Linked DNA regions of Hordeum vulgare: region 1 is linked to region 2. A link is a contact called in public Hi-C data. All regions are on one chromosome and are shown on one strand. The core of a region is the stretch at or near the end of the contact, and the rest is flanking DNA. Distances in the headings are between cores, read along the strand shown.

Region 1 (4,225 bases), core at 864-3,363, 180 kb before region 2:
CAGCAGACCAGGAAGAGGAGGTGCCTGCTTTGCTCTCCGTGTATCATCTTTCATCATATCATCATTTGACGCTGCCCTTTTCTCTAGCAATCTCTTTGCTCTGTTTGCCTTCACTAACTCTGCAGTTGATGCTATAGGCCTGCATCCTTGAAATACACTGTCTTGACGTGCTTCACCCAGCACTTTAGTTCTTTCCTGCAGAACATCATTTGTAAGCTTCCTATGCACCTTGACCCTTCGATTAGCATACTCAATATCCAGTGTCTCAAGAATGGGAAGAAAAATGGTTTCCACAAATTCCTTCATTATGCCTTTGTTGTAGTAAAGTTTGGCAAGCTGCATCTTTACTTCCCCATCAAGCCACCAAGGTTTCTGATGGTCTGGGATATCAGCGGACTGCAACTCTGGATTTTCAGGGGGAGAAAGCAGTTTGATAGCTTCATTGCTCTTATCCTCGTCAACAAGAAGGGAAGATAAGGTTATCCGTACATCAACATTGTCCTCCATGCCTTCTAAAGCTTTATAGAGGCAAGGAATAGCTTTTCCTTTCTCCCCCATTACCATGTAGCATTGAGCAGCTTCCACATATGAACTACCATCATTATGAACAGCAACGTCTTCCATCATCGAGTAAAATTTTAGTGCATACTCATACTGCCCCAAACTTTGAAGAGTGCTAGCCACCTCCTTAACCATATCAGCATTCTCTTTTGAGCGCCCCAAATGCACACCCTGAAGGAATACCTCAGCATGTTTCATATCTCCAAGATAAGCTTGGCAGATAACTTGTTTCGCCTGCAATCGTACGGGCAATTTCTGTCCAGATCCCAACACCAGCTGTGCCTTCTGGATCTGCCCCAGAGCTTCACCATGGGCATCACTTCTCAGATAAAGGGATATCAGCAAATCGAGAAGACCCCAGTCGACGTTTGCAGTCTGAGCATTGACAAATTCCTCCAACAAACTAATGGCCTTATCAACCTGAGCAGAGTCTCTGTACATCTGCGCCGCCGCTTTACGAGCGACGGTGTTGGAAGGATTAATCCCGACAATCTGCTCGTATATCTCCGCGGCCTTGTGGCAGTCACCGAGGGTGCGATATATGTTGGCGCAATCAAACTTGAGCCCCACATCCTCCGGGTCTGCCCTCATTGCCTTGATAACACAGTGCCTTGCCAGAGCAGCATCCTCCTTCTTGAGAGCCAGGTCGATGAGCTTCCTCCACATGGACACGTCCTTGGGCGAGACGTAGGCTGCCAGCATCACGAAGTTGATGGCCTTGTCGATCTCGCCGTTCTCCTTGTAGATGCTGCCGAGCAGGTTGTACGAGTTGGGCAGGTTGGGCGCGATCCGCACGATCTCGTGCAGTATGGGGATGGCCTCCTTGAACCTGTTCTCCGTGAAGAGCAGGGTGGCGTCGCCCAGCTTCTTGATGACCTCGGGGCCGCACCGGTTCCTCCGCCCCTTCGCCCGCCCCTTCCTCTTGCCGTCCTTGGACTTCCGCCGCTTCTTCCGCCGGAGGCCGAACCCCTCCATCAGCTGGTCGAAGAGGTTCGCCGACTCCGCCTCGGAGAGCTCACCCGGCTGCTTCCGCCGCTTGGAGGGGTCGTCCCCCTGCGGCGGCTCCTCGGGGAGGGCCTTCCGCTTGCGCGAGAGCGCCGCCAGGGCCTCGAAGTCCCGGATGCTGACGGTGGCCACGGCGCCGCCGGGCCCCCGCTCCGCCATCTCCACGCACTGCGCCGCGTCCGCCGCGTCGCCGAACTCGTACCCCTCTTCCTCATCCTCGTCGTACTCCTCCCCATCCCCGTCCTCCTGCTCGTACGCCTCCTCCTCCGCCTCCGCCTCCGCCACCGCCGCCCCCGCACCTTCCTCCTCCGTCTCCGGCATCGCCTAAGAACGGGCCGAGGCAAGAGGAAGAAGGAGCGCTGCTGTCGGCGGGGAGCGGAGCAGAGGAGGGCCGGGGAGGGGCGGCCGGCGGCGAGAGCCGGAGGAGGAGACTGGAGCGATGTGGAACAACCAAAACCTTGGAAGGCGACTGGGCCTCTTCCGAAGTGGGCCTTGAGGCCTTGAACACACAGGACAGGCTCGGGTCCGACCGCACCCGAGCCTGACCGCGACCCCGTCCGAGCCGCACCGGCTTCGTCTTCCCGGAGAGCGCGCGGGGCGACCCGACCGCGTGGCCGCCTTCCATTTTACCCCTCGAGACAGAAACAAATCAGAACTCGGTCCAAATCTCAGCTTTAACTTATACGATTCCAGCCCCCGCCCGCTCTCTCCCTCTTCCCCGTTCACACTCTTTCCCCACCCCCCACCCCGTACGAAACCCTAGGCCGCGCCGCGGCGGGCAGCCCCAAAACCCCGCGGCGGACGGTGGCGCCCGCATGGACCCCGCCGCGCCGGACCCCGACGGCGGCGTTCTACCGCCGCGCGGATCCGACGCCGCCGACGTCGCCGGCAACACGTGGGACCTCGCCCCCTTCTCGCCGCCGCCCGCCGCGCTCCGCGGCGGCGAGCTCTACATCTACCGCAACGCATACAACCTCGTCCCGCGCTCCATCGGCGAGTGCCGCGGGGGGCTCAGGGCGCTCAAGTTCTTCGGCAACGACGTCGAGGTGCTGCCCCCGGAGGCCGGGGACCTGGACGGGCTCCAGAGCCTGCAGCTCAAGGTCTCCGCGCCCAGGGTCTCCGGGGCCGTGCTCCGCCGGATGCGGGCGCTCAGGGAGCTCGAGCTCTCCATGGTGCCGCCCAGGCCCTCCGCCTGCTCCATACTCGTCGAGATCGCCGGCCTCAAGTGCCTCACCAAGCTCACCATCTGCCACTTCTCCATCAGGTATGCCACACAACGCCACTACCTCAATTGACACCTCTGCCTGCCTGCCTACTGCTAATTCTGCCGCAGTGCGTCAAATTGCCCGTGGTTAATTTACTGTTCTCGTGTCTAATCAGCCAAATGCTAGTGTTTCGTCTGTGATTTGCTGCGTAAGCATGCTTTTTTTGTGTGTTTTCTAGTGCCATTTTATGTTTATTTCAGTAGCACGACCCTAGGAGAAATGGATGTGTATAAGAAACCTTTAGCAGACTAGCATCTAATTATAAATCTGTGCTGGTTTACTGCAATATTGCCATGCCCACTGTCCAATAACTTCTGGCAACCATGGTTGAAATTGTTTGTTGTGCCTACTTTGAAGTTTTAACATGCACATTAGCTGCTACCATTATGCCTGCAATATTTGCTATGTCTCTTCAGTAGTTTGTAGAGGTCGTTGGTGTTTGTAGGAGCATTCAGTTTACTCACCTTACTTCAACTAGCTGTTCTGAATCGTGTTCCTAGTTTGGCAGTGCAGGGGCACTTGTCAACTTTGTTGTGCAGTTTGATTATATGTGGTTGTTGTAGCTAAGTTACTTTGTATCAACACTGAAAATGTACCGATCTAATGGTCAGTGCAGATGTTTAAAAGTTCAAATGCTTGAATGATGATTAAATGATTTTGTGGTCTAAATTTAGTTGTAGCAAGATTCTCAGTTTCTGGAGTTGAAATTTAGTTGCAACACATATGCCAAGCCCCAGCATTCCAAGCGACACAAAGTTACAAACACAACGATAAGTTATTTTATGATTTTTTTTTCAAACGTTCAGGATATCGGTAACTGGTAGCACATCGGTCGGGATTAGTAGGGAGGGGACCAGGGATTAGCCGGTGGCGACTGCTGCTCGGGGAGGGGACAGAGCCAGCGGGAGCTGCTCAGGGTTGGGATGGCTGTGGCTGCTGCTCCTCCACGAGTGGGAGAAGGGAGAGAGCGGTCTAACCTAATGCCCGTGCAGCTGTGAAAGAAGGGAGGGAACGGGCTAGTTTTGGGCTGAAAATTCTGTAGCAGTTAATTGGCCCAGACAGATAAATTGCCCCAACCAGTTAATGGCACAAATAGGGCCTTTTCGTATCTGGAGGTGTCCGAGTAGTGATGAACTGACCGAGATGCCGATTAACTGGCCGATATTTGGAACAATGAAAAACATGTCAATACTGATGTTGTATGTGATATGCACCTCTTAAGAGGCACATTGTCAATATATGATTGACAAGGGACAATCTTGGGCATCTTGTAAATATGAGTTAGTTAACAAGGGTCTAACTGGAATACCCTTCACATATTCTTTTTCAGTACAGCACAATGAAAAAGATGCAAGTTTGCAAGATCCGAGTTGAAATAGCTTTATCATATGCGA
Region 2 (4,117 bases), core at 423-2,922:
AGGTTGGCCTCCGCTTTCGTGTTAATCGACAATCTGGAAGTCTTTGTCATAAAGATAAAGAAATAAGACAACAACATGTCTTCGCAATGCATCAGTATTCTTCTCAGCTTCCGTGAAGCACGGATGGTGGCCTTCTTGGGACCCAAGTGGCGACGACTTCCCATGTTATACTTTTCCTCGATGTTGGCAATGGCCGCGAACGTGCTAGCCGCCGTCTCGTTGATCTCCGTGAAGTCGACTTCTTTTTTCGTCGATAGGGCGCGGTTCCGCGAACGTTGACGGCTGATAGTGTGGTGCTAGGCGCGGGAGGAGTGGGCCTCATCTACGGGAGCCTCGCCACTCCTCTGCGAGCTGGCTTGTAGCGGCGAGTTGCTGCGGGATGCGTCGGCTTGGAGCCTCGCCCATGGTACTGACGACATGTAGTGGCGAGGGAGGTGGAGCGACGAATTGCCTGGCTTGTATCCAACATGCTCGACAGTCCACCCAACCGGCTATTATACCCAAGAACTCCTCTTCCTACTCGCCGGATGTCTTGGATAGTGTGGATATTAAGGTGCAAGGAGGAGATGGGGAGTGGTGGTGTGGTGCGATTCTACACCCGGCGTCTGTCCTCGTTTGAATTGCGGACGAACGTGAGAAGCCAACCAACGTTATGTTTAATGTCGTTTGGCTCTCGTGAACCGATGTGGGGACGTAGTCGGTTTTCCGACACGCGTGTTGGTTTAATGAATGTAGGCAGGCAATCTTTAGACGATTGAATGCGGCAAGGAGGTATGTTCATCCCGGCGGGTAGTGGACGGCGCGTCGATTCAATACCGGTAGTGTGAGGTCACGCCTGCCCTGGGCCGACGTCAATGCGGGCAGATGGCGTGGGGCAGAAATGCACACAAGCGAGGAGGAGGGTTTCGAGTGGGTCGCGGTTGCTAGACGGGGAAATGGCAGCGGTCCGGACGCGCACAAATCATCCCTCCCACACTTTGTCTTTGGTTTGCTGTAGAAAGCTTGCCCGGACTGGTCATGCAGACAGATGCAGGACCGTGTTGGATGGCACAACAAGTTCGCACCCCTTAGTCCGGCCCCTTATATCACCTCGGACCCCAATAGCTAGGGTGGCATCTGCGAACTCCGATGGCATTTAAGTGTATTGTGTGAGATCGGGGTGGCATTTTGCAAACTTGCCATGGTAGTCCTTTTAAATTACGGGGAGGTTTTGAAAGAGAACCGTCACCGCCGATCTGATCTGACGGTTTTGAAGACGTTCGTCAGGATTGGGCCCGAGACGAAGGTTCGCGATATAAACATTTCCCTGCGAGCTGAATCAAGAAGGAGCATGCGGGGCATAAACCCCCACGGCGCAAACGATCCGGCCTCGACAAAAGACACATAAGTTCACACGTCACCAAAGTCGTTCGGGACACCAGTCCAAGTCCCAAGTGTCCCTGAAAACAAAAAAGAAATCCAAACCAAAACTGGGCAAAGGCAAGGCGAGGAAGGCACTTGCCAGCCCGCCCCGCCCCGCTCCACATCCTCATCAGCCCCCATTAGCGCAGCCCCCACGTCCCCTTGTCCACGTTCGTCGCGCCCATGGCCTCCGCCCCGCAATCCCATCCAGGTTCACCTCCACCCCCCTCCATCCACCCCCCCTCCATCCACCCCCCTCCATCCACCCCCATTTTTTATACGCGCACCCACCGCCAAGGTCAGGCCGCCAGCCGCAAGGAAAGAGCAAGACGAAACCTGATAAACGCCCCCGATATAAGTAGTCGGGGGGAGGCGGGGGCCGTGACCAGATCGTCAGCAAGAAGCATCAGCACCACCAGCCATGGCGACGCAGGCCGCCTTCGCGGTGAGGTTCCCGCAGCTGGCGCGGCCCAGCAGGGGGCAGGGACAGCCGGCGGCGGCGGCGGCGCGGGTCGCGGTGAGGGGCGGCGGCAGGGCCGCGGCGGCGGCGGCGCGCGGGGTGCGGTGCCGGGCCGGCGGCCTGATCGAGCCGGACGGGGGCAGGCTGGTGGAGCTGGTGGCGCCCGAGGAGGGCGGGCGGCGGGCGGCGCTGCGGCGGGAGGCGGCGGCGCTGCCGCACCGGGTGCGCCTGGGCCGCGTGGACACCGAGTGGCTGCACGTGCTCAGCGAGGGCTGGGCCAGCCCGCTGCGCGGCTTCATGCGCGAGACCGAGTTCCTCCAAGCACTTCATTTCAACGCCGTCCGCGGCGCCGATGGCAGCCTCGTCAACATGTCCGTGCCCATCGTCCTCGCCCTCGACGACGCCCAGCGCCGCGCCATCCAGGCCTCCGCCGCCACCAGCGTCGCGCTCGTCGACGCCCACGACCGCCCCGTCGCCGTCCTCCGCGAGTGAGAACCTATCCCCCCTCTTTTCTCTCTCTCTGTTTTTTTCCCCTCTCCCATGATTAAATGTACCCTAGCTAGTAGTACCAATTTTAAGACATGCTAATTCATAATGTTTCTTTCGGGTAGGAATTGGGGAATTATGTTGTGAGCTTATTTAGGCTCCTGCTGATAATGGTGGTTTCTTCAACCTCAAACTTGTGGATTCACTGTTAAGAGGGCATATGGTTTGCACATTTCGGTAGCTACACAGCTTATCTGTGTACACAATTCTAGTAGCTCTTATCTAAACTTAGTGCTAGTATATACTCCATTTCTTTTACTAAGAATACGGGCAATGATGGTCAGCAAAGTGTGGTGGTCAGCAATTTGCTACCTTAAGTGGCTACTTGACACTCAAACGAAATTCGTATCAGTTTCTGCTTTTGTGGAATGGGGCTATGATAGTGAGGACTTCAGTCATACTTTTAACAGCGTAGTTGTATATGTTGACAATCTTCAGATATCCATGGTATGCCAATCATGCATCATCCAATAGATGATTACTAAAGTCAATAATACCTTCTGTCGTAATAAAATTGATAATACCGTCGGTCTTAGTAAAGTTGACAATACCTTCCGTCGTACTAAACTTGATAATACCTTCGGTCGCAGTAAAGTTGACAATACCTACGGTCGTATTAAAGTTGATAATACCTTCAGCCATATCAAACTTGATAATACCTTTGGTCGTATTAAATTGCATATCTTATCGTATTGTTCCCTTCAATAGATATTCCATTGTGTCGTTTTTTCGACGCCTTTCCTAGTACTTTACAACTTGTGATACCTCGTACTTACATCGCCATGATTTATCTGATTTTTATAAACATCAAGCGCTGAAAATGAAAATGATGCTGTCCTAGAAATGTAGCAACTGGATATCTGAAGTGACATAATGACATCGACGTAGCACGCCTCTATCTGTTGACGCAATCTCCAGTCTTAAGAAGATGTTACACCTGGTTTCCAATGAAAAGGATTTTATGCTGTTGGAAACAAGCATAGCCTATTTATATGATATATGAGTGATTTTCTTTTAGTGTACTGAATGCTCTTCATCTATAACTCATTTTTAACACTCTTTCCTTCTTTCTTCAGTATTGAGATCTACAAGCATAACAAGGAAGAAAGAATTGCACGGACTTGGGGAACAGCTGCACGTGGACTGCCGTACGTAGAGGAGGCGATTACAAATGCTGGTGATTGGTTGATTGGTGGAGACCTGGAGGTTATAGAACCAATCAAGTATAATGATGGCCTGGATCAGTATCGTTTGTCTCCAGCACAGCTGCGTGAAGAATTTGCCAGGCGCAATGCAGATGCAGTGTTTGCTTTTCAACTTCGTAACCCTGTGCACAATGGGCATGCGTTGCTCATGACTGATACACGGAGGCGTCTTCTTGAGATGGGCTACAAAAACCCTGTTCTTCTTCTCCATCCACTGGGAGGATTCACAAAAGCAGATGACGTGCCTCTTAGTGTGAGAATGAAGCAGCATGAGAAGGTACTGAGTTATAACAATCCTACCATCCATTTTCTAAAAAAAGGAAATATGACTCCTATAGCCATAGATAGAAATTAACTATAATCCTGGGTAACAGGTCTTATGGTGAAACCTTTTTATATGAGACTAGTATAGACACATTAAGATGTACTCCCTCCGTTCCTAAATATAAGTCTTTTAAGAGATTTCACTAGGAGTCTACATACGGAGCAAAATGAGTGAATCTAC

What was found. Hi-C and Micro-C count contacts between places; a contact is called where the count stands out from the background.
Region 1: a contact with region 2 is called in a Hi-C map of leaf, with 4 times the contacts expected there. The contact joins the promoter of LOC123452181 here to the promoter of LOC123452179 in region 2. A contact is called at or near these places in 6 of 6 Hi-C or Micro-C datasets (leaf, seedling and an unstated tissue) and 1 of 1 datasets of contacts at active chromatin or transcription factors (embryo).

Annotation. Positions count from the first base shown.
Region 1 is chr5H:525,232,742-525,236,966 of MorexV3_pseudomolecules_assembly, reverse strand. It overlaps LOC123452181, which reads left to right and starts at 2,113. Exons shown (of 10, transcript XM_045128784.1): 1 at 2,113-2,830. The coding sequence starts at 2,382. It overlaps LOC123452182 (general transcription factor 3C polypeptide 3), which reads right to left and starts at 2,041. Exons shown (of 1, transcript XM_045128785.1): 1 at 1-2,041. The coding sequence starts at 1,887.
Region 2 is chr5H:525,054,837-525,058,953 of MorexV3_pseudomolecules_assembly, reverse strand. It overlaps LOC123452179 (ATP-sulfurylase 3, chloroplastic-like), which reads left to right and starts at 1,672. Exons shown (of 5, transcript XM_045128783.1): 1 at 1,672-2,349; 2 at 3,484-3,889. The coding sequence starts at 1,823.